Regions from separate parts of the Mus musculus genome. Here all the other regions are linked to region 1. The links are chromatin contacts, called in public Hi-C, HiChIP or PLAC-seq and promoter capture Hi-C maps. All regions are on one chromosome and are shown on one strand. The core of a region is the stretch at or near the end of the contact, and the rest is flanking DNA. Distances in the headings are between cores, read along the strand shown. Region 1 holds the start of Man2a2 (mannosidase 2, alpha 2). Region 2 holds the start of Zscan2 (zinc finger and SCAN domain containing 2). Region 3 holds the start of Iqgap1 (IQ motif containing GTPase activating protein 1). Region 4 has its middle 21 kb from the start of Zfp710. Region 5 holds the start of Zfp710 (zinc finger protein 710). Region 6 overlaps Crtc3 (CREB regulated transcription coactivator 3).

Region 1 (3,975 bases), core at 614-3,113:
GGGTGCTCTTGTCCTGTGCTGACAAGACTCTCCTGAGCCCAGGTGACTTGCATTTGAAGAAGAGAACAAGGTGTGACTCACCCTGGGGAAGTTCCCACCATTCTGGTGTCTGGCAGGATCATGCTGCACTCGGTCCAGCATAAGGTACAGAGAAAAGACGGCCACACAGAAGATAGCAGCCCCACACACCGTCACCTGCTTTTTCAGCTTCATACTGACCCAGGAGGCACGTTCCTGGCAGGAGAGACACCACCTGTAGTTCTGGCATGCAAAACCCTTCTGTTGGTGTTCCTAACAAACGCTCTGTGGACTCCCAAGGAGAACCAACCTACTTGCTTGACTCTGGGTAAAAAAGCAAGTAAGCTTTCAAGTACCAAATCTTGGTTATGACTCCCAACACACAAGTAGCACATATATTTGGGGCTGGTCCTGTAGGAGAGGAGTTCTGATTCCCCTCAGCCCAAGCTATAGAAACCAGGATGTGGAGTGTGGGGGTGCAGTAGGTAAAGAGGCACTTGCAGGCAAGCCTGACAACCAAAGCGATTCATTTGATTCATATGGTGGAAGGTGAAAACCAACTACCACAAATTGTCCTCTGATTGCCGCATGTTTTCTGTGACGTACATGCACATAAATAAATGTAACACATTACAAACAAACAAACAGGGATAACAGAGCCCCAACTCTGACCCACACTTCATTACACAACCACTGATTGCAAACAGCTTGCTCAGGACTCTGAGAAGGCTCTCCCAAGCCACGTGTTTCCTCCCTTCAGATGTATACATAAATACAAGAGGTTTTATTTTGTTTGATTTAGGGGTACAATCACCAGCTGGAGAGACAGACAACCCCCCCACACACACACACTCACACCCTGCCTCCCCTGTGACCTCCTGGGGCTGACTGGAACTCAGCAGAAACAGTGCCTGGCCCAGATCCTATCTCAGAGAATACAGAATGGATTTCTTTTAAGAGAAAAAGAAATGCCCATGTTTCTAACGCAACCCAGTTCTAGGATTGTCCCCATCAGTACTGATTCCTGCTGTGCAAAACTTCCAGTCCTGGCTTCCAGAGTGCTTTAAAGGGACTCTTAGGAAGCTAGCGGCGAGACTGATAAAGTCCCCAGGGTAGCGGAAGCCAGGCACAGCGGCTCCGAAACGGGGCAACTCGAGACGACCCACAGTGCCTGCCGCCACCGCCCGCGAGTCCCCACTTGCCTGCCGGAGGAGGGAGGACGCTAGCTGCTGAACGCGCGTGGGCGGGACCGCTCTCTGGAGTCTGCTCTTCGGGCCCTGGTGCTGAAAAGCTCAGTCACCTCAGCCTGCGTCCTACTTAATGCGATCTGATTCCGCTCAGGAGCCTCCGGGCAATATTTTTAGTCCCTGGAGATTGGGTCCGGGCCAAAGAGGGCGGAGCTAGGGAGCAGGAGCTGGGTCACCGTGGGGCAATTACCTGCCGAGATGTAACCCCCCTCCTCCGGCCCGCCCAGCCCCCCTCCGGCCCTCGGGGCTCAACCGGCACCCGGGGGCCGCAACGCTCGCGGCCTGCAGGCTGGAGTCCTCGCCCACGCCCCGCCTGGCCCGTTACCGTACGCGGCCGGCCTCCGCGCCGCTCGGGACCCGGCCGGCCGAGCCGCCACTGCTCGCATCCCGGGGGACCGCGGCCCGCGCGCGGGCAGTTGCGCAGGCTAAGAGGGACGCCTGGCCACCCACCGCCCCTGCTCGGCCCCGCAGCCGCGCTCCCGCGGGGGCCAGGGCCGCTGCGCGCTCCCTGCGCTCGCCCCGCGCCTGTGCTCCCGCGCTCCCGCCTCCACGGGGCCGAGCGGTGCGCCCGGCAGGAGGAGGGGCGCGGGGGACCGCGCGCAGCGTCCCCTAGTGCCGGGTCCCGCCGCTGCCTCGCCCCCCGCCGGGTTCCGCAGCGCCCCCTGGCACCCGACTCGGTCGCCTCCCGCTGGGTCGGTGCCGGGGTCCGCTATGGCTGCGGGGCGGCTGTGCGCAGCCGTTGACCCGGCAGGGCGGGAGTGGCGGAACCCCAGCAAGGTCGCGCCACTGTTTCTTGTTGTGTTTTTGTTTTTTTTGTTTTTGTTTTTGTTTTTTCTCTTGGTCTTCCAAGAGTAAGATTTAGGCAGGAGCAGAAAGGGCAAAACCGTGCGGTGCTTCGTGGCCTCCCTGCCTGGCTCAATAGTGATGTTTCTTAGTCAAAGGAATAGTGCCTCCCTCTAGGTTTTGTGAGTTCCGGGTGGCTCTGGGTTTCCTGACACTAAGGGCGAAATGCATATCATCCGGTTAAAGGTTTATTGAGCATCCATGTTTCCAATTTACAGCGTAAGATACCATACTGCAATGAACATCTCCACAAATTCCACACTTTTCTTCCTTTTAAGATTAATATTTGGATGGATGTAGGAGCCCGTGCTTAGTCCCAGCACCTGGAAGGCAGAGGCAGGGAGATCTCTGAATTCGAGGCCAGTCTGTTTTACATTTTGAGTTCCGGGACAGCCATAGCTACTTGGGGGGGGGGGGGGGGGAGATTGCTTGCTAGATCGTAGTGGCACACACCTATAAATCCTCCTGTCTCAGATTGACACAAATTCGAAGCTATCTTGGACTACACATTTGCAATCCTGTTTCAAAAGAAAAAAAGATTGCTAAAATTACTGCCTGAAACTGAGCTGGCCCACTAAAAGTCCAGCTCTTGGGAAGTTGAGGCTAGAGGATCCCAGCAAACGGACACTAGCCTGGACTACGTAGCAAAACAAATATTACTCTCTGTTGTAGACTACCCCTAACCCCAGGTTCACATCTTGAAGTTCTGTCCCCAGATTTGACCATATCGGGAGGTGGGGCTTTGATAAGATTAAGATTAGCTCATGAAGGCAGAGCCCTTAGAAAGCAGATTATCCTGTCCTTATAAAAACATCCCAGAACCCAGGTCCTCAGCAGTCAAGAAACAGAGATAAGGCAGATCTTGGTGAGTCCCAGGCCAGCCTGGGCAGCATGGTGAGACCCTGTCTCAAAATAAAAATAATAGCAACCCAGAAGCCAGTGAGGTGGCTCAGTGGGTAAAGATGCCACCAAGCCTGATGACCTGAGTGTGATCTTCAGAGTCCACGTGGTGGAAGGAAAGACTCCTCTGATCTCCTACATATGTGCCACAGTGACTGCAAACACACACACACCACACACACACACAGAGAGAGAGAGAGAGAGAGAGAGAGAGAGAGAGAGAGAGAGAGAGAGAGAGAGAGAAGGAATCAAGCAGTTTGTAACTACAGTGGCCTCCAAGAAGGAAGAGAGCCTACATGCTACGGAAACAGGAAAAAGGGGTGGGGGAGCTGGACAGGTGGCTCAGTGGTTAGAGCACTGGCTGTTCTTCCAGAGGTCCCCAGTTCAATTTCCAGCAACCACACGGTGGCTCACAACCATCTGTAATGGAATCCAAGACCCTTTTCTAGTGTGCATGAAGACAGCTAAAGTGTATTCATATAAATAAATAAAAACTTAATTTTTTTAAAAAAGGGGGATATAAAAAGGCAGTAAGGTGTAGTCTTTTACAAAATGGGGATGAGGGGTGGGTCTTTCTCCAGTCTGCTGGCCTCCTCTGGCCTGGGAGAGAATCATAGTACACTTGTGGTCCAGCCTCACCATACAGCAATAGCAAGTACTCTGTCATAGCTGATTTCAATAGTGCTATCCCCCTGCAATCCAGCTTCTTGTGGATCCAGCTAAGAACAGTTTTCAGATGCATATTTAGGCAGAGGATGGTCTACTCTTCCTAGATACTGGTGGTGGTGTTTTGCTTTTATGTTTTGTCTTGAGACAGGGTCTTTCTGCATAGCCCTGACCAGCCTAGCACTCTCTCTATAGTCTAGGCAGGCCTTGTACTCTACTTAGAGATCTGCCTGCCTCTGCACTGGGATTAAAAGTATAGGCCACCATGTTCCCTCTTATCTGCACGTTTAAAGCCAGTTTA
Region 2 (3,975 bases), core at 965-3,464, 490 kb after region 1:
TTACAACCATCTTTAATGGGATCTGATGCCCTCTTCTGGTGTGTCTGAAGACAGCTATAATGTACTTATAAATAAAATATATAAGTCTTTTCTTAAAAAATTAAAAAATAAAATGAACCTTAAAAAAAAAACCAAAACCCAGATGTGGGGCTGAAGAGATGGCTTGGTGGTTAAGAGCATTGGCTGCTCTTTCAGAGGACCCTGGTACAACCTCCCGCACCCACATGGTAGTTCACAACTTTTATAACTCCAGTCAGGAGATCCTACACCCTCAAACCAGTGCACATAAAATAAAATAAAATAAAATAAAATAAAATAAAATAAAAAATTTAAAGCCAAATATCATTTTAAGTCAGAAGAAATGAATTTATTTTGCTGTGTGTATGTTTGTGTGTGTGTGTGCGCGCGTGCGCGCGCGTGCGAGCCAGAGTTACAGGGAGTTGTAAGGCACCCATACGGGTGCTGGGATCTGAACTCGGATCCTTTGAATGAGCAGGAAGTGCTATTTACCAGTAAACTATCTCTCCAACATTCAAATTCTTTCATTTGATAGACTACGAGAAAGCAAACGACAAAATGAGAAAACAACAGTTCCTGGGTCAGCGAGATGGCTCAGTGGGTAAAGGTGCATTTTATCGTAGACCACGGAGGATATTGTTTATCACTTCTCCCTTAGATTTCCTACCTGAGTGTCCAGGTAGTTACTCTCTTGTTTTTATTTAGTATGGATCCCATGGAACCAGGCCCACAAACTGTTGTGAGCTGTAATGTAGGTGTTGGGGTCTTCTGCAAGAGCAGCAAGTGCTCTTAACTCTTACGCGCGCTCAACTGGCCAGGAAGAACGACGCTGCAACAGGATCCTTCTGCACACGTTTATTGGGAGAGCTTGATTGTAGAGGCGAAAAGACCCTGAGCCCAGAACTGGTGCTGCTTACATAGGCCTAGGAGAGGTGTGTCTCACATCTGATTGGTTAACTTGTCTTGGCAAAAGAACCTTCACTGCCTATGTATGTGTAGTGGCCAGCAGTAGCCAACTGCCACTCTGCAACTGCCACTCTGCAACTGCCACTCTGCAACGGCTTCCCACACTTAACCACTGAACCATCTCTCCAGCCCCCAAGTCAAGGGTTTTAACTAGAGCGAGTAAGGGAGTAAAAGTTTGTATGCTCTTTGGGAAGAGAGCAATCCGTACAGAGTAGGAATGGCTGTGTCGGGGACAGAAGTGGGTTTAGATTTATCCTTTATCTGTTATCCTCTCCCTGTCCCTCCATTAAGGCGGGCACTAAAACAAAGTGGCACACTTTTCTTGGAAGCTCATTTCACCCAGTCTTGGGGCTTAAGTGCCCTCAAAGCTGAAAAGTTCACTTGGTGAAGGGGTAGCAGGCACTCCATGCATACTCTTATCTAGAGATACCCTGAAGCCAGTTGAAGCTGAGCCAACTAGTAGACCACTACCATCTATTGCTGTTCTTTACATCCTGTTTTGGGGACCTTGAGATGACCCATCTGGAAGGACCACTATTGTCCTTTGTGTCCTGTTTTAGGGTGCCTGGGTGGTCATTCCCTCCCAGAGCTAACCTCTTGCCTAACTGTAGGGCAGGTTCCAAGGAGCCGACTATAGACTAGGACTTACAAAGCAGAAAGAGCGGGGCGGGGCTTTCGTGAAGACGCAAGAATACCACGTGTGAAAACAAAGGGGAGTGCAACCCCGGAGTGCAAATGCCTGTGCGTAGCTGCAAATTTCCAGGAGAGGTGCGAACTTGGGCCAAGAGGAACTTTGATTGCGCAGATTTCTTCTCTGCTTAGAGTCAGCTTTTGGCTCTCGAGGGCTCATTTGCCACTCAATTCTCAGCTGAAAAAGACTGATACATTCACCCAGCTTTCATTTTTTATAGATAAATACACGCGAGCTTTAGAGAATTGGCACTATCTGTCTCAGGTGAAAGCTTTGGGCAGTACTAGAAGACAGACAGCTAGTCCTGGGTCGTCCTCTGCCTCTGATCCGGAGGCATTACTTACGGCTATCAAACCCTCTGTTCGCTCAGGTACAAACCACCCCCCCCCCCGTCTCTGGGTAAACTACATTTCCCGCAATGCATCGGGTGGAACTTCCCTCCCAACGCCCATCTGGACGCAGTTTTCACCAATAGTGGAGCAGAATTTCAGGAACTGTTGTGGACAGCCAATGAGAGTGGCCATGGGCGGGCCTCTCCCGTCCATTGTTCTCTGTGCCCCTTGGGCTTGAGCTGAGGTGAATCCAGAGGGGCCGGGCCGGGCCGGGCCAGACCGTGGGGTGCTTTTGCGCTCAGAGAGATAGCGGGAACAGGACCTGGTCCCTGGAGAGGCGAGCGGGAGAGGCAGGTCAGGAGCCGCGCGCCCCGCGGGGAACAGCCAGAGAGACAGCGAGTAACGGGCCTGGAGCCAGCTCAGGGCAGTTTGGGGGAGGGGCGTCGGTGTCCGCGCCCGACGGGCTGGACGCGCAGCTCTGCGTCCTGGTTCTTCGGAGCCCTCGAGGCTCCGCTCACACCAGAGCGCTGGGTACGCGCAGCCTAGGAACGCAGGCTTTACACTGGGAAGGGATGCTCGACGACATCCCACCGAGCCGCCTCCTTGACCAGGTGGGGAAACTGAGGTTCTGAGGGGGCGTGTCGGAGCCAGGCTTAGCTAATAAGCTGTCTAGGTTCAGTGTTCCCGGGATGTCCAGGAAGAATTACGATGTATTTGTGTTTCACGTAGTCATTTTGGACAAATTGACATTGGGAGCTTCAGTTTTCTTTCTGTTGTTGCTGTTCTGTTTTAACTTTTGCTATTTTCATGGGGGAGGGCATGTTATCTGATTCTATGGTGTAATGATTTTTTAAAAATAAATATTCATTGCTTTCATAATACTTAAATAGTTTTTAATTCCACTGCTTTGAATATTTTGTAGAGCTACTACTCAGATCTAGGTGTGTGTCCCCCACACCCCCACCCCCCGCAATGATCCCCATGTGTGTTCATTTAAAAAGGAATTGGGCAGGCAGTAATCTCAGCACTCAGGAAGCAGGACAGGCAGGTCAGGAGTTCGAGGCCAGCGTGGGCTACATAATGAGATCTTGCTTCAGAAGCAAAAAAATAAACAGAAATGTCTGTACTGAACATGTAGGAGCGTTCTCGTTATTATTCCCAAACAGTACAGCATACCAACTGTTTACATATTATTTACACTTAAGTATATGTTGTCTAGAGATGATTGAAGGTATTTGGTACACCATTTTATATAGGGGCCTTGAGGAGTCCTGGATTCTGGGATCTGGGAGATTATCTGAGGGCAACCTCCTTTGAAATATAGCACTAATGACTTGTAGTGAAGCTGGGGGCACCTTGACATGCGATCCATTAGTAATCACTATGATGTTCCATATGATAAGGATGAGTGTTATCTATTCATTAAGTGGTCACTGAGGTTGAATGACTAACCTCTTTGTTAGGTCACAGTCTCTGAAGGGAGTCTGAACTGACTTAGGGTAGGATATGTCAGTTCTGTTTCTCTCAGCCCAGATCACTGCATCCCACTACTCTTCCTTTGGTCTTCTGAAAAGAGCAATGCTGTGTATGTGTGTGGTAGTTATTATTATTATTATTATTATTATTATTATTATTATTATTATTGGGTTGCTATATCCCCTTGTTGTCTTTAAATATCTACTAGGTGTTTCTACCCCACTTCAGACCATATTGTTCCCAGATAAAAGACACAGAAACCTGTAGATTCATAATAAGCTTAAAAGCATTAAAGTTGGGCTATTTTGTCTACCTCCCAAGGTATCACTTGCCATGCTCTGCCTGGGCCGCTTCTACTCCATCAGGCCAGCCCCTATAGCCATGGGCTCATGAACTACCTCCCCCATGGCCACTTCCTTCTTTCTTTTTCTCTCTTCATGGTCTCTACCTCAGATCCCAAGCCTGGGAACCTTTGCTCCACCCCCTGCCTTC
Region 3 (3,975 bases), core at 983-3,482, 430 kb after region 1:
TCCTGAGTTCAGTTCCCAGCAACCACATGGTGGCTCACAGCCATCTATAATGGGATCTGATGCCCTCTTCTGGTGTGTCTGAAGACAGCTACAGTGTACTCACATAAAATAAATAAATAAATAAATCTTTAAAAAAAAAAAAAAAAAAAAAAAACACATGCTATGTGGGGCTGGCAAGATGGCTCAGCGGGTAAGAGCACTGTCTGCTCTTCCAAAGGTTCTGAGTTCAAATCCCAGCAACAACATGGTGGCTCACAACCACCCATAATGAGATCTAACATCCTCTTCTGGTGCGTTTGAAGACAGCTACAGTGTACTTATTTATAATAATAAATAAATCTTTGGGCCTGAGTGAGGGGTTGATCAGAGCGAGCAGAGGTCCTAAAAAAATCAATTTCCAACAACCACATGAAGGCTCACAACCATCTGTACAGCTACAGTGTACTCATATACATAAAATAAATAAATAAATCTTTAAAAAAGAAATTATCAAGGAACCAAAATTTTAAGTGTTTTAAATATATATGTACTACATTTTCTTGTAGCTTCAAGAGGCATCAACTATAGTCTATCCTTGTTGGTCACACTCTCCCCTCTCTTCATAACCGAAGCTCCTGGACTACACAGTTTACACACATGCTCCTACTCTAGCCCAGACCCATCCTGTGATCACCACTATTTGACAGCTGAGGATACTGAGGCTGGAAGAACTCAGTCAGAGGGCTAATCAAGGGCCTTTGCAGCCCACCTGACTCCAGGGCCTGTGGACTTTACCTTGTAGCCATCTGCCTTCTCCACTGTCTTCCCAAGGGATAACTCCTTGGGAAGGCAATCAGAGCTATTCTCACTCTAGCCTGGGCTACTTCGGGAAATCCTTTTTACTTTTCTCCTCTCCCTTTCAATTCCACCTCTGCACTTCGATGCCCTCGGTTTTCCACGTACAGTAACCCTATGTTCTCCAATACCATATTTAGTTTGTGTCTGCCCTCTCAAAGTCATGTCTTGCTCACCCTGCCCCACACTGCATCCTCCAAGCCTCTGTTTAAAAGTCAGCACCTACCTTCCCATGGCCTTGTTAAGTCCCTTCTCTTCACCCCCATTACTCTTTATACCCAGTTAGAGTTAGTTCATGCATCGTTTATCTTTATTGCACCTTATTGGTTTTTTTCTTGGAGCTGAGGACTTGCACTTGCTAAGCAAGCACTCTACCACTGGGCTAAATTCCCAACCCCTCATCTAATTATCAATCTCTGTACACCTGTCTCTTTCTCGGACAGGTTTTGAAGGCACTGTTTGATCTTTTTCATCCCTAATTTCACAAACGTAGCACACATTATAACACTATCCAATGCATAACTGGATGTGTTAAAGTATCCTTTAAGAAAGTACTTTTCCCAAAACATAAAATCTAAACCTGGGACTCAAAGGGATCCTCTTGTAACTACTATCCCACGTACAGCTGGTTAGTTTACTAAGGTTGCAGGGATAGTCACAGAAAATGAGGAAGTGGGGGGAGCCGGTTTGGGTGTGTTTATGTTTTAATTTTACTTTTGAAATGCTAAAGAAAGAACCCAGCAGGAGAAAGCATAAGCTGCTTGCCTAAAACTGCACCTCGCAGCTAGCCTGAGGCTGCGCGGGTCTGCGCCCTGGGTCACCCTCGCAGGCAGCAATCCGGGCAGCACCTTCCCACCACGCCCGAGCAGAACCCCTGGGTCCAGTGCCCAGGACACGCCCTGCACAGTCAGTTCTCCTGCCACCTCACCCTAGGCCGTCTTCCCCAATCTCAGTAGAACTAACCGGTGGAGGAGCTGGGTGGGGCTCCCCTGCCGCAGCGCCTAGCGAAGGCAGAGGCCTCCAGGTTTCTACCCGCCGCCTCCGGAGCTCGAGAAGGCTCGGGCGCCAACCTTGCTACCAGCCATACAGCCAGCTGCTCTTCCGGGTCCGTGCGGTCCCAAGCCACCCGGCGCACCCGCCCGGCTGAGCCCCTGGGAAAACCCGAGCTTGGTCCCTCGCCCGCGCACCCCCAAGCCCTCGGCACTCACAGCCATAGTGCGGCCGGACCACACCCAGGCCATCAACCTCCTCCGCGGCGGACATGGCGGCCGAGTCCAGGTCTCCGGTGAGGAAGCGCAGAGACCTTGAAGACGCGGGCGACCGTAGCAGCAGTAACTCCTGCCCAGTGCGCGGGCTGTCGCTGTCCTCAGAGCCCCGCCCCGCGCCATCGGCCCCACCCTGCAGGTCCCGCCCCGCAGACCCCGCCCTTGAGTCCACGCCCAGCTGCGCTCCCCGGAGCGAGCGGAAGGGGCGTGGTCAGTATTACAGGACCCGCCCCTGCCCTCTTCGCTCTCCACTTGCGGAAGCGAGGAGGCGGGGTGCTGTAGCGAGTCCCTAGGCCGGCTTGGTCCGTTGTCCCGACACTCCTCCGCTGTCGCCCTATCTGCGGCTCTGACTAAAAGGCCGCCAATGTCTACAGCTTGAAATCCAAATGTTTTTAGGCGCCTGCCTTCTCCTGACAACTGAGTTAACCCCCTCTGCACCGCGGCTCCTTCAAGGAGCCGTTGCAAGTGGCCCAGAGTGTGATTATTGGAAGCAAGTAGGACCCACTGTCAGGAAAGACTCCCACTCCTACTCTCTGCTACATTCTGTCAATCTGACCTCTGTTCTCCCCAACAGTGCTAAAGAATAGAACTGCTCAATCTCTTAAACTGGGGGATGACGATGCTCACGCGGAAGAGCTGTTTATCAGCTCTTTACAATCTGCAAGATCTTAGGGGGGTTATCTTGACCCTATTAATAAGGATGCCTCGTCTCTTTACCCTTGTGATCTTTTAAAGTGCCAGTATTCAACCGAATTCTATTCTGAACCAGCCTGGATTGGAGTGAATCACTGGCTCTAATAATAATAATAATAATAATAATAATAATAATAATAATAAAGTAAAAGTCCCATTCTCAGGACTCTTACCCTCACCATAAACAGTTGATGGCTTCTACTTACAATCCAGACCATCTAGAAGCCCCTCAGTAGTTCCAAACTATCTAACGTGCATTTTTGGACCTCTCACAGACACTAAAACCTGTCAAACGTTGATCCTGTTCCTGCCCCACTCTCTGGAAGTGTTCCATCACCAGTCACACACACACCCCAGGTTCCTCGACTCACCTCTATTTCTGAAGCATCTAGTTTTGTTTCTGTCCCCACCTGTGATAACACTTTTTTGATCATCATAATCTCTATTCTCACTTGTGCCAACCAGATCATCATGATTGCCAGCATGCTCTTTCCAAAGTACGGAGTTCTTTGGGAAGGGGGACAAGTCTCACTATGTAGTTCTGGCTGTCCTGGAGCCCACTAAATAGGCAAGGCTACCCTTGAAGATCCACCTGTCTCTTCCTCCTGATTGCTAGAACTAAAAGCATGTGCCACCACACCCAGCTTCCGAGTTCTTGTCATAGATGTAATTTTTCCTGTTACTCCCTTCACAGTGCAGTTTGTGTACTTTCCCATGCCAGGTGGGCACCTTTACAACCCAATTCCAGGCTCTTTGTTCCAGCCATTTTCAATTTACTAGCTCTTTCCTTACAAACTTTCTTCTTAGTTGGGCATGTTGAGGCACGACTTTAATCCCAGCACTCAGGAGACAATAGCAGGCAGATCTCGGTGAGTTCAAGGCCAGCCTGGTCTACATAGTGAGTTCCAGGACAGCCAGAAATGTGTAGAGAGTGTGTCTGTGTGTCAAGATAAATAAATGAAAAGTTAAGAACTTTATATAGTGCTTAGGATACAGCCCATGCCCTGACATGCGCTAGTCAAGCCCTCTGCCACTAAGCTACACCCATAGCCCTGAGCTCCTAAAGGAAGAAGATAACTTACAATCTATAAGCAGCTGCACTACACCAGTCATCTTAGTACTCTTGGGGCAGAGGCAGAAGTCCTCACTGCAAGTTCGAAACCTGGGGTAGGCAGGTGTGTAC
Region 4 (3,975 bases), core at 778-3,277, 370 kb before region 1:
GCTCTCCAGGAAGACCGAGTTCAATTCCCAGCACTCCCAAAGCAGCTCACAGCGATCTGTAACTCCAAGATCTGACACCCTCCCCTAGACATACAAGCAGGCAAAACACCAATGCACATAAAATATAAATAAACCAACCAACCAACCAACAAACAAACAAAAAGAGGGGCTGGAGAGATGGCTCCGTGATTAAGAACATTGACTGCAGCCGGGCGTGGTGGCACATGCCTTTAATCCCAGCACTCGGGAGGCAGAGGCAGGTGGATTTCTGAGTTCAAGGCTAGCCTGGTCTACAAAGTGAGTTCCAGGACAGCCAGGGCTATACAGAGAAACCCTGTCTCGAAAAACAAAACAAAAAAAAGAACATTGACTGCTCTTCCAGAGAGGTCCCGAGTTTAATTCCCAGGAACCATATGGCGGCTCACAACCATCAGTAATGGGATCCAATTCCCTCTTTTGGTGTGTGTCTGAAGACAGTAACAGCAACAGTATACTCACATACATGAAATAAATAAATCTTTAAAAGAATGAAATAAAAAAAAAAAAGAAAACAGAAAGTGGGGGTGAGCTTTGATCTAGAAAGAAGTTATTTACACTTACATTTAGTCAAAACACCACTGGTGTGAGAGGATGTTTGTGTGTGTGTGTGTGTCTCTGTGTGTGTGTCTGTGTGTGCACACACTCTCAGCTGCATGTGCTCCTGTGTAGGCTATAGACTGACTTAGGGTATCTTCTCCTATCGCTCTCCACCTTTTTTTTTAAACAGAGTCTCTTGCTGATGCCAGAGCTAACAGGTTTAAGTAACTCTTGATATTTATCTCCACCCCTACCCCAGTCCTAAAGGGATGGGCCAGCACCACCTTGTCCAGCCAGCACTAACACGGGGTGCTGGGGATCTGAAGCTGAACCTCGTGTTTCCATAGCAGACACTGAACCCAGAGAGAATATTTTCTTTTTTTTTTTTTTTTTAAAGATTTATTTATTTATTACATGTAAGTACACTGTAGCTGTCTTCAGACACTCCAGAAGAGGGAGTCAGATCTCCTTACAGATGGTTGTGAGCCACCATGTGGTTGCTGGGATTTGAACTCCGGACCTCTGGAAGAGCAGTCGGGTGCTCTTACCCACTGAGCCATCTCACCAGCCCCGAGAATATTTTCAAAAGCTTGAGTCTAGGGCTGGGGTAGTGGCTTAGTTGGTAGGACATTTGCCTAGCATGTACAGTTTCCACTACCACAGAAACAGGTCAGGGTGGCACACAAGTGTCATCCCAGCACTTGGGGGCTGAAGGCAGAAAGATCAGAAGTTCAAGGCCAGCCTGGACTGCTTGAAACCACCAAAAATAAGTAAAGAAAAGAGAGATGGATGGATAGTCTGACTTCTGAGCCCGTACTTAAAATAGTTCCAGTCTGTTAAAGGGAGGAAGGAGACGGGGGCTGGCCCTGGCTGAGAAGCAGAGGGGGTCTTACTCGGGCTACAGCTTCAAAGGGGAAACAAGAATTAGTCCTGGATGCTAAAGAGCATGGAGACGGGGGGGGGGGGGGGGGGGGCAGGCTTTCAGGTGGTTCCGCATGGTCACTGGGACTATTGAATGAAGGCCAGTGTGAGGCAGGCTTGGCGCAGAAGCTGGCAGGGGCTGGGAACTGTTTTACACAAGCGATTCATCAGGAGAGTATCCAGGTGAGGTGGGCCGGCAGCCACGAGCCACACAATTCAAATCTCATGAGTCCTTAGCCACTGCTGAGGCAGACGCTGGAGAATGGCAGTTCTCCTCCAGTAGCAAGACCTGTGTGGTACCTAAGCCTTAAATATAGCAGCTCTCGAGGGATCCTGCTCTTAACAGACCTTTAGAAAGAGAAACAGACTTCAAGAGGTTCCACGATTCCCATGGATCTGGGGTTTAAATCCTGGTTGACTGGAAATGGAGAGCTGAGCCTCCTTCTGCGGTCGGTTTGCTCTGTGTGAGCAAACAGTAGGGATCTGTGCAGCCTAAGAGAAGGTGCCAGTCTCCAGGGCTTCCACCCACTGCAAGCCGACCTGTCAGGCTGGCTCGGTGGCTCGGCGGGCGGCTCGGCAGGTAAAGGTGTTTGCTGCCAAGCCTGACAACATCGTTTAAATGCTCTGGAACTCACGTGGTGGAAAGAGAAAATCAACTCCAGGTTTTCCTCACACACCCTTTGGTACTTCACACACACACACACACACACACACACACACACACACACACACACGCACGCACATTTCTTAAAACCCCATTTGTCAGCCAGGCTTTGTGGTGCACACCTGTGATCCCAGCACTCCAGAAGCTGATGGTCAGTAGTTTAAGGCCAGTTTGACAGACACAAGATGAATGAATGAATGAATGAATGAATGAATACCTAAGTAAGTAAATCCCAAGGCTCATCTTCCCTTCATGCCTTCTGGATATCAAGGAGGCCACAAGGTCAATCTTTTCCTGGAGGTGACACCTGTCTGGGGGTGCTGGACAGTGAACTCCGAGTTTTGCCTGCGGTTCCCCAGTGCACCCCTGTTACAGGAAGGCCAGGGAAGTGAGGGACAGGCTACAGGAGGAACAGCCACAGCCCTGGCGGCTTCTCTACTTAGAAGGATGTGGGCAGGGGACTCCCTCTGCCACTGCCCCCTTGCCTCTCCCCTCTGGTCTGGGAGAATTTCTCAGGTATGGTGGGTGCTACCGCCCAGATGAGATGGGGGAAGGACAGCAAACAGCTACAGCTTCTCCTGACCTTGTGTTCACGCAAACTTCTCTTCATTTTGTTTTATTTTTTTTATTGGGGGCTGGGGTGGGAGGTATTGAGCTAGGTTTTTTAAATGTAATGGTCCTGACTGTCCTGGAATTTGATTTGTAGACCAGGCTGGACCTCGATCTCACAGAGATCTGCCAGCCTCTGCATGTTCTGGGGATGGTCTAAATGACCTGGCGTGAGACATTTTCTAGAATTTTCTCTTGAGTAACCTGTCTTTTTTTTAAATTCATATATTATATATTACATGATATATATGTGTGTGTATATATATACATATATATATACACACACACACATATATATACACATATATATATATATGTATGTATGCTAACCTGCATCTAATAAAAAATAGTTTTAGAAATATTTAAGGGCTGGAGAGATGGCTCAGTGGTTAAGAGCACTGACTGCTCCTCCAAAAGTCCTGAGTTCAAATCCCAGCAACCACATGGTGGCTCACAACCATCTGTAATGAGATCTCATTCCCTCTTCTGGTGCATCTGAAGACAGCTACAGTGTACTTAGATATAATAATAATAATAAAAAATTAAGGTAGTCTGCCTTTCTGCTTGTCTTGGAACTTTTTCTTCTGGGCTTTTGAGAGAGTTTCATGTAGCTCAGGGTGGCCCCAAATTCATCTGTAATTGGATCTGGCCTGTAAGTCCTGGTCCTCTGGCCTCTACACACCAAGCCCTGAGGTTACACGCCTACCTTACCACACCCACATGACCACTCCTGCCTCCTCCTCTTATTCTTCCACTTCATCCTCTTTCCTCCTCCTCCCTCTTTTTAGAGTTTTGAGGTAAGATATCAAATAGCCAAGTCTGGTCTTACACTCCTGGCCCTTCTGCCTTTGTCTTCCTAGTGCTAGGATGACAGGTGTGTGCCGCCGTGCCTGTTATATTTGTATTTTGGATGAGAATACTGTCTTCCTTTCCTTTTATACCAGCCTCCAGAAGCCCCAAGTCAACCTTGACCTCTCCCCCCACGGCCTCCAGAGTGCTTTGTCATGCTTTATATGTTGTTTAAATATATGTTGTTTGAGGTCAAAGAGCTGGCTCAGCTGTAGAGAGCGCTTGCTGCTCTTGTAAAAGGCCCAAGTGTGGTGCCTCGCACTCATATCAGGTGGCTCACAGTCATAACATCAGTTCCAGAGAAGATCAATTCCCTCTTCTGGCATCATCTTTGGGCACCATATACACACGCACAC
Region 5 (3,975 bases), core at 563-3,062, 350 kb before region 1:
TGCTGAGGTCACTAGAGACCCAGTGTGCTGAGCCTGAAATCACGGGGTCCTTCTTGCTGAACCAAACTCTCTGGCTTCTGTTTTCTCACTCCTTGCCAGAAATAAATCATGTTCTGAGTGACTGGAGTCATTGCTCACAGCTCCGTGAGCTGGTGTAGGGTGGGGCGAGGGGCAGTGGCCTTGGGGCTCCTGTCATTAAAGACCCAGGCCTTTGGGCTGGGGGGAGGGGAAGGAGTGGCTGGTCCTATCCCTGGGAGGCTGCAGTCATTGGGGGAGAGACAATGGGGCTCTGCATCTGCTCCTCGCTGGGAGAAGGGACCCTCCAGTGAAAAGCCAGGGAGAGCAGGGAAGTGTGGGAGGAATTGATGAGAAGGGGTGGAGCCAAGGAGATGCAGCCCGGAGGAAGGAGGGAAGGGGAAGGAAGAGCGCAGGGAGGGGAGAGGATCCAGGCTTCCCTTCAGCTCGGTGACCTGGTCCGGAGCCACAGCTTCCCTCGCTTTGTCTGGGCCCGCCGAGACCTCACGTTTCTCGCCCAGCTGCAGCCCCAGTCCAAGGGCCAGGCATCCAGCAGGTGCTCAATACTTACTTGGGAAAATAAGAAATGTGGCCAACTTTGCTCTGGGAACTTTTCCCCCGTGTTGTCTCCACTCCTCTGGAGAAGCCGAAGACAGAGCTGGTCTTGGGAGCACGCCCAGGCGCCCCATGAATAATTGACCCTTGGTGGCGACACTGCCCCGCTCTGTCCGCGGGCTCCGTACCCGCCCATGCGTCGGAGTCGAGCGGCGCAGCTCTTGAGTGGCGGGTGTCCGGGAGGTTGGAGGCGGGGTGTCCGGCCTGTCCCAGAGCTGGGAGGAGGCCAGGCTATGCCGAACCCCGGGCCCCGCGGGGAGCCACAAGGGCCCAGACCTCAGCGAACGACCACGCCTCGGCGCCCTCCAGCAGTGCACCCCGGGGTCGAGCCTAGGCCCTGGGCTTGGGGAGGATGCGAGGGACCCCGAACTCCTCTGAACCCCATTCGCACCCGGGTCCCGGTGATAGCAGCCGGGGCCGTTCCCTCGAGTCTGACCGTCCAGGGCTCTGCGAACAGCTGTTTAAAGGCTCTTTACTGTTGAGGGCTCTGCGGCGACGTTTGCTCTAAGTCCCATCTGCCCACTTAAAAAATATATTAAGTGAAGAGCACCCCCAGCTTCCACCCCTGACTGGGGAGGGGGCAGGTTGAGCCCTAACCCGTATTCGGAAGGACTGGCCACTCGGGCTCCCCCGACCCCAACCCCCATTAGCTCTTATTTGGGATAGGGCACCCCAGACTTCCTGGGGGCTGCTCTCTGGAGCCCCCTTTGTGCCTGGCAGGGACAGCCCCCCCATTTCCATGCGAGGTTCTGACGCTCCCTTCTCCCCCGCTTGTTAATCTTTGTTCCCCTTTTCTGCTGAGAGGAGGGGAAAAAAAAGAGGGAGAGGGCGAAAGAAAAGAAGGAAAAAGGCGTGACTCGATTTTCAAACGAAACTCCCACAGCAAACAAAACCCTTTTAGAGAAATAAAGGAGGAAGGAGGAAGAAAAGAGGGAAGGGGAAGAAAAAAAAGAGAAGCCTCCAGGCTTGCAATTCGAGTAGGAGAGTTGCAGCGAGAGAAAGAAAGAAAAGAAGAAAAATCCTCTCTGCGGTAGAAAGAGAAAAAGAAAACTTGGGCCGAGGAGAGGGGGGTGCTGGGGGGGTGGAAGGAAGTGAGAAAACAAAAGAGAGATAAAAGGGCTGCTTTTCTGTCTCTCTTCCTCTGCGAGCAGGCTTAGGAGGAGCTGTTTAGCATCCCTTCACGTCAGCCCTGCCTCATTCCCTTCTTCCAGGGAGGGAGAGAGCGCGAGCGAGAGAGCGAGCGAGCGCGAGAGAGAGCAGGAGGGAGAGAGAGAGGGGGGGAGAAAGAGAGGAGCCGGAGGGAGGGTGGCAGAGCAGGGCGGGCGCGCGTGGAGGCGGCGCGCAGCTGCAACCCGGGCGGTGGGCAGCAGGAGCCCCCGGCCCGCCCGGCCCGGCCAGCCGAGGGCCCCCAGCGCGAGGAGCCGCGCCCGGACCCAGGGTGAGTGTCCCGCGAGCCCGCGGCCCCGCCAGCCCCCGGGCGGCCCGCGGCGGGGTGGCTGGGGGGCGCGGGGGTGGGTCGCTGCGGCCGCGGTCGACCCGCCCCCCGCCTCTCCCCGGGGACGGCGGCGCGCAGGCAAACATGTCGTCTTTTCCTTTCACTTCCACATTCCCTCATGCCGGAGAGCTGGAGCGAGAGAAGGGGAAAGAGAGAGAGATGGCGTCTGGAGGGGGGGAGGAGGAGGGAGGAGAGGGGGAAGGGAAGGAGAGAGGAGAGAGAGAGACAGAGAGAGAGAGAGAGGAGAGAGAGAGAGAGAGAGAGAGAGAGAGAGAGAGAGAGAGAGAGAGAGAGAGAGAGAGAGAGAGAGAGAGAGAGAGAGAGAGAGAGAGAGAGAGAGAGAGAGAGAGAGAGAGAGAGAGAGAGAGAGAGAGAGAGAGAGAGAGAGAGAGAGAGAGAGAGAGAGAGAGGCACAGGCAGAGAAGCAGCAAAATGAAAGGAAAGCGCGGCGGTAGCGTGGGAGGCCGGGGAGGCGGCGGCGGCGGTCTCCGGCCCGCACGTGGGTGTCGCGGCGCTCGGGGATGCTCCCCCCGCACCCGGCCCGGGACTCAAAGTTTCACCCTTCGCCGCCCCGCCCCTGCGGCTGCCCACAAACTTTTTACTCCGGGAGCGGGTGGGGTGGCCGCGCGGCCCGGCCGGCAGGGTGGCTAGGGCTCAGCGCGCAGCTGGCGTGCCGGGCGCCCCTCGAGGGCAGCGGGCGTCACCAGCGCGGGACCCCGGCCCACCTCGGTGGCCCCGTCTCCGACCTGTTGAAGGCGCACCCCCCGGGCCGGGAACCGGTGGGCAGATCCCCACGGCAGATCTCGAGCCTCCCGTGGCTCGGCCTCCCTTCCTCGCCGCCCCCTCTCCCTCTCCTCGCGGTCATTTTCCTAATTGGACGGAGCTGTGGGGCGTGATCGTCGGCGTCAGACGGAGGAGCCCCCCGAATCGGGTGGTCTTCCCTCCACGACTCTCAGACCCCACCGAGCCGGCCTCGGTGCTACCCCCCACCCCTCCGCCCCAGCTGCGGACTTGCTAACTCGTGCGTAGCGGGTTGTTGGTTTTCTTTCTTTTTTTTTTTTTTTTTTCAACTTGCCTTTTAAGATGACTTTTATGGTCCCTGCAACTGCTTCCCTCCAGTCTAAACTGTAGTTTGGGAAGATTTAAGAGGCCAGGGAGGTGCTTGTGTGGGCTTTAACTAATCCAAAACGGTCATTAATGTATCTCTACGCCCTGCGTGATGGTTCCGACCAGGCCGAGCAGTAGTCTGGGTGTGTTTTCACCCGGACACTGCAGAGTTCCTTCACGGTCTTAGCGGCCAGTCTGCCAGTGAGGGGACACTTGACCTGCGGGCCCTGTGCCCTATCTTCGAAGGGCACTCTGAGCACCTTTCTTTCCGTTCACAATGGAAACTCTCCGCCACTGTCCACCTGAAGACTTAACTAGTCCCTGTGGGTACCCCGGAAGCTCACAAAACTCCCCCACAGGTGTGCGGAGGACTTTGTGCTGTTGGGGGTCATCCAGCCAGCTTTGACGCTGCCCTCTCAGCCTTGCCTTTGTACGTGTGTAAGTAAAAAAGCAAAGTTCATTTCTGCCGAAGAGAAGAACTGGTGTATGGGAACAGGAGCGGGGGTGGGGGGTGGCGGAAGGCCCTCCTAGGGACCTTCAAAGATCCGTGGAGCTGGCCTGAGATGGGGGAGCTGGTCGTTACCGGCTTTAGATATAAGTGTATTCTCATCAAAGCTGATGGGCCTGTCTGGTTTTGATTTTGACCATCACCTTTTCACTTGTTTGAAAGCACATTTACCTTGGAGACCTTGGCTTAGTGTTTTTTTTTTTTTTTTTTTTTTTGTCTGCTCTCTCATCCCACA
Region 6 (3,975 bases), core at 825-3,324, 260 kb after region 1:
GTACCATAGACAAATATGAAAGGCAGGAGTTTAAAGTGAGCTGTTTCATAGCTAACAGCATACACACCAGAAAAGCCAAGAAGGCCTCTGTCTCCCTGCAAACTCTGAGTAAGTCACCAGCTGAGGTGTCAAACTGTCCTTCCTGTCACTTGTCACTTGCTGCCCAGCCTTTTGACTCCTCACACAGGACTTATTAGTTCATTAGTGACGCCCCTAGGCTAGCGAACTTCTGTATATCAGCACAGGTCCAGGCCCAGAATCCCAACTAGGGGCTTAGGAAACAATCGCAGAGAGACAGCTCATGATCAGTGAATCAGATCACACTCTGCGCTCAACAACTTTCTCTGCATATCTGTTTGGTTTTTCCTTTCCCTGGGAGCTGGCAAGCTTTGCTAATGCTCTTACAAACTGATTCAGAGCCAGGCCATCCTCTAGGATGTATTGCCCAGAATGAGACAGGTTCCCTGAACACGCAGTACAGTCCTTCCTAGGACTTTACCTGTTCCATTCCCAATGTCAGAACATTTCCTGGGAACTGCTAAGTTCTTGAATATACTATCTATGGTGACTTGAATGAGAACAGCCCTCATAGCCTCTCATGTTTGAATACTTGGTCTCTAGTTGGTAGAACTAGTTAGGAAAGATTAGGAGGCGTGGCCTTGTTGTAGGAGGTGTCACTGGGTAGGGGTGGACTTTGAGGTTTCAGAAGACATTCCCAGTTAGCTGTCTCTGCTTTGAGGTTGTGTCTCAGGATGTGAGTGCCCAGCTATCGCTCCAGTGCCATGCCTGCCAGCATGCTTTCTGCCATGCTCCCCACAATGATGTCATGGACTCTAAGCCCCTAATAAACTCTTTCTTCTATAATTTTCCTTGGACATGGTGTCTTATCACAGAACTAGAAAAGTAACTAAGATACTATCTGAAGTTATTTTCCTTAATTAATTAATTATTACTATTTGCCTCTTAGCTGTCCACCGTCTCCCAAAGGACTGTAAAACTCAAAAATACAGGGTTGATATCCCCTTCATCACTTTGAGCTCTGTGCCTAAGACATTGCCTGGTCCAGGAAAGGGTCTCCATGTGTGTTTAGTGAGTGGACACATCACACCCTACTTCTTTCTTAACCTTTAAGCCTCAATCCCCTTCTCTCTCCCGTCCGTGTCTCTCTCTCTCTCTCTCTCTCTCTCTCTCTCTCTCTCCATCTCTCTCTCCCCCTACCCCTTTTCTTCCCTTTTCTCTCTTTCCCTTCCCCCTCCTTCCAGTCTTTTCCTTCTTCATGCTGAGAATGAACCCTAGGCTGTGCACAAGCCATAAGGCTCTGCCACTGAGCCACGCTACCAGGGAAATTTTTTTTCTTGAACCCAAACCCTCAAGAATGCTAGGCAAGCACCTACCACTGAGCTGCACACTCCAGCCCCTGCACAGTTCAATCAGGCAGAGAAACATCTGGTTGTTTGCTAGAGGATTCCAAGCCATTTGGACAATCGCTCGGTGTGCCACTCCACATCAGATGTGCTCGTTAGATAAACTGCTTCCCTTTACCCTCTACATTCTACATGAAGTGTGGGAAGGAATTCCCACGATCCTACATCATTCTTATGTGCCCTGACGGACACCATGTAACAGAGAGAACTAGAAGTCACTGCAGCCCTGTGGGCTGGATCTGTCCAGTGGGGAGAGCTGGGAGAAGTCAACACTCCCCAGAACCACTGTCCTCACCTCTCAGCAGAGAGAGACCTAGAGGCCATGATGGCCAGGAAAGCTGGGCTTCCTCTCTACATCCCTGCTGTTCCTCACAGGAGTATTCTCCTGCATATGTTAGCATGGCCACTGAGTGGACGAGCCTGGGCTACATGAGTCGCAGCAGTGGACTCTTGGGCAACTTACTCTGATATCTTAGTTTTCTCGTGGGAAAACTGAGGGTTAAAAAACAAACGACTCATTGAATTCTGAGGACTAAATGACATATAAATTGCCTAGCACAGTGTCTGGCATGGGTAGGTGCTCAGTAAACATGAGTGCCCTCCCCCACTTCCTGGTTTCTAAGCTTATGAAGCCAACTCTGCCATCACTGCCAGGAATCAGCTCTCTGCAGGGAGACTCGCCCCGCCCATCTGCTCCTTCCTCCGCCAGGCTTGTCCTGAGCTCAGTGAAGTGAGAGAAGCTTCCTCACTTCTGCCTCTCCTTGTCCTAACCAGCAGGCTCAGGTTTGTCTGCCCCAACCCTCAGTACTGTGCTGGCCCCACTCAGAAAGCCACCCTAGCCTGGCCCCTGTCCGACTCCCAACAGACAGTGCTGAGCTCAGCCGGTCGGGCTCACAGCTCCTTTCTTCATTACTCAGCCACACAGAGTGCGCTGGTACATCTCTGTTTAGGAGGCTTCCTAAACGCCCACTTTACATCTTACCTGTCATTTACTGAGTCTGAGACTAGACAGACAGACAGTCTTGTAAGATTTCCTCTTTCAGTTCCAAAAGCAGGTCATCAGGTCAACAAAACACAAACACATGGATCTGCCTGGGTTTGGCTAGACAGCCTACATCTCTCTAGTTGATTCAAAGTCAAGCTTAATACTGCTGATTTCTGAAGAAAACGTCAAAGATGCCTTGTCCACCAGAACTGAATGCTTATGTTCTGTTCTAGTCAACGGAACTTTACCGACGCTCTCATAACCAACGACCGAGCTCTTCCCAGTCTGGCTGTAGGGATGTTTACAGTTTTAAACTCTGTTACTTTTATTGCTTCCTCTCTGCAGATCAGATGAAGCTCTGAGGCCACAGGGGAACCACAGGGAGATAAATCCCGGCCATTTCTCAATCATTTCAAAACACACTCTCCTCAGACAGGGAAAAAGGATATCTGTCTCCCTGGCTTGTCCCCAGACCTTCGGTGAAGGGGGTGGAAGCGGTTCCGGGCTGGCCTCTCCACCAGCCCATGGTGGCGGGTTCCACGAACATTATCGGCTTGATGAAGTGATGGCTGCAGAGAGAAAGAAGAACAGTTAGCCTCAACCATGAACTGCCACTCACCCTCAGGAGCAACTGGTAACAGACAAAAGCCGGAGCTTCTAACTTTACTATTGCATGTTGGTGCTTTGCGTCAAAGTAAATAAAATGTCACACATGGCTCTGTTTCTATATAATTACAGAATATATCAAAAATAGCCTTTAATGTGTTAATATGGAAGCAGGCAGATTCTATACAAAAATTGTCACAATTAGGAAATGGAGAATCCGGGGGACTACGACTTCAAGCTCTTCTTGCTCTTCTAAAATTCTCCTCTAAGATGTGTTTATTGGGCCAGCAAGATAGGTCAGTGGGTAAAGGTGCCTGCCTCACCAACCCCGAGTCTGAGTTCAACCCCTGATCCCACAAACAGAAGGAAGGAAAGAACCAACTCTATGAAGTTATTCTCGGATCTCTACACAAATGCCAGACGCACTCGCCCCCATACACAGACACACACACACACACACACACACACACAGACACACACACACACACGCACACACACGTTTAAAACTGCAATATCGAGCTGGGTGCCACACACCAGTAATCCCAGAATTTGAAGGGTAGAGGCAGAATAATCACAATTTCAAAGCCAACCTAGGCCACAGGGTGAAACAAACAAATAAACAAAACCAAAAATAAATATCAAAAAGAAATCAAACCCTGTTGCCCTACAGTACTTAATGCTCCTTTTGCTCTTCAAGCCTACCTGTATATAACCTTTACATTATATAACTGTATATAACCTTTACATTATATAACTGTATATAACTGTATATAACTGTATGTAACTTTATATTAACAAGCCTACCTGTATATAACCTTTACATTATATAACTGTATATAACCTTTACATTATATAACTGTATATAACTTTATATTAACTTTTATATTGTTGCACCTCAGAGTGAACATTTCTGATATATAGCTTTTATGCGTGACATTATTTCATAAATATGTTATAAAA

The links. Promoter capture Hi-C pulls out the DNA fragments that hold promoters and counts their contacts. A called contact is a pair of places that touch in the nucleus more often than the background predicts. HiChIP or PLAC-seq counts read pairs in DNA pulled down with a chosen protein or histone mark.
Region 2: a promoter capture Hi-C map of liver shows a contact between it and region 1, with 6 times the contacts expected there. The contact joins the promoter of Zscan2 here to the promoter of Man2a2 in region 1. A contact is called at or near these places in 7 of 39 promoter capture datasets (the C10 cell line, cranial neural crest, frontonasal cranial neural crest and 4 more), 2 of 484 Hi-C or Micro-C datasets (B cells and embryonic stem cells), 11 of 115 datasets of contacts at active chromatin or transcription factors (T-cell acute lymphoblastic leukemia, embryonic basal ganglia, embryonic forebrain and 8 more) and 2 of 9 other capture datasets (embryonic stem cells and liver).
Region 3: a contact with region 1 is called in a promoter capture Hi-C map of erythroid cells, with 31 times the contacts expected there. The contact joins the promoter of Iqgap1 here to the promoter of Man2a2 in region 1. A contact is called at or near these places in 2 of 39 promoter capture datasets (cranial neural crest and erythroid cells) and 2 of 9 other capture datasets (liver and macrophages).
Region 4: a promoter capture Hi-C map of stem cell-derived epiblast-like cells shows a contact between it and region 1, with 4 times the contacts expected there. The contact joins the enhancer-like site here to the promoter of Man2a2 in region 1. A contact is called at or near these places in 6 of 39 promoter capture datasets (the C10 cell line, embryonic stem cells, liver and 2 more), 1 of 15 datasets of contacts at CTCF or cohesin (large pre-B cells), 5 of 484 Hi-C or Micro-C datasets (B cells, embryonic stem cells, large pre-B cells and 2 more), 3 of 115 datasets of contacts at active chromatin or transcription factors (acute myeloid leukemia, large pre-B cells and pro-B cells) and 1 of 9 other capture datasets (adipose tissue).
Region 5: a Hi-C map of pre-pro-B cells shows a contact between it and region 1, with 2.8 times the contacts expected there. The contact joins the promoter of Zfp710 here to the promoter of Man2a2 in region 1. A contact is called at or near these places in 4 of 39 promoter capture datasets (the C10 cell line, liver, neutrophils and 1 more), 1 of 15 datasets of contacts at CTCF or cohesin (large pre-B cells), 4 of 484 Hi-C or Micro-C datasets (B cells, CD4 T cells, pre-pro-B cells and 1 more), 3 of 115 datasets of contacts at active chromatin or transcription factors (large pre-B cells, pancreatic cancer cells and pro-B cells) and 2 of 9 other capture datasets (adipose tissue and pancreatic islet).
Region 6: an H3K27ac HiChIP or PLAC-seq map of acute myeloid leukemia shows a contact between it and region 1, with 2.3 times the contacts expected there. The contact joins the enhancer-like site here to the promoter of Man2a2 in region 1. A contact is called at or near these places in 8 of 39 promoter capture datasets (the C10 cell line, the HPC-7 cell line, HPC-7-derived erythroid cells and 5 more), 1 of 484 Hi-C or Micro-C datasets (double positive thymocytes), 10 of 115 datasets of contacts at active chromatin or transcription factors (the HPC-7 cell line, acute myeloid leukemia, bone marrow-derived macrophages and 7 more) and 3 of 9 other capture datasets (adipose tissue, liver and macrophages).

Annotation. Positions count from the first base shown.
Region 1 is chr7:80,369,512-80,373,486 of GRCm38.p6, forward strand. It overlaps Man2a2 (mannosidase 2, alpha 2), which reads right to left and starts at 1,864. Exons shown (of 24, transcript NM_172903.4): 1 at 1,591-1,864; 2 at 1,221-1,418; 3 at 82-234. The coding sequence starts at 213.
Region 2 is chr7:80,858,717-80,862,691 of GRCm38.p6, forward strand. Zscan2 (zinc finger and SCAN domain containing 2) reads left to right here and starts at 2,215. Exons shown (of 3, transcript NM_001382511.1): 1 at 2,215-2,361.
Region 3 is chr7:80,801,099-80,805,073 of GRCm38.p6, forward strand. It overlaps Iqgap1 (IQ motif containing GTPase activating protein 1), which reads right to left and starts at 2,233. Exons shown (of 38, transcript NM_016721.2): 1 at 2,043-2,233. The coding sequence starts at 2,097.
Region 4 is chr7:80,003,329-80,007,303 of GRCm38.p6, forward strand. No RefSeq gene overlaps it. Among named protein-coding and RNA genes, the nearest start is that of Zfp710, 21 kb to the right of the region's middle. Within about 2 kb of position 2,028, at least 17 of the 459 cell types and tissues checked have an H3K27ac peak or open chromatin away from gene starts, as enhancers often do.
Region 5 is chr7:80,024,416-80,028,390 of GRCm38.p6, forward strand. It overlaps Zfp710 (zinc finger protein 710), which reads left to right and starts at 1,813. Exons shown (of 5, transcript NM_175433.5): 1 at 1,813-2,068.
Region 6 is chr7:80,626,762-80,630,736 of GRCm38.p6, forward strand. Crtc3 (CREB regulated transcription coactivator 3) reads right to left here. Exons shown (of 15, transcript NM_173863.2): 3 at 2,859-2,978. Among named protein-coding and RNA genes, the nearest start is that of Gm15880, 7.3 kb to the right of the region's middle. Within about 2 kb of position 2,075, at least 231 of the 459 cell types and tissues checked have an H3K27ac peak or open chromatin away from gene starts, as enhancers often do. A contact at or near this core is called in the HPC-7 cell line, acute myeloid leukemia, adipose tissue and 10 more, where this site is marked.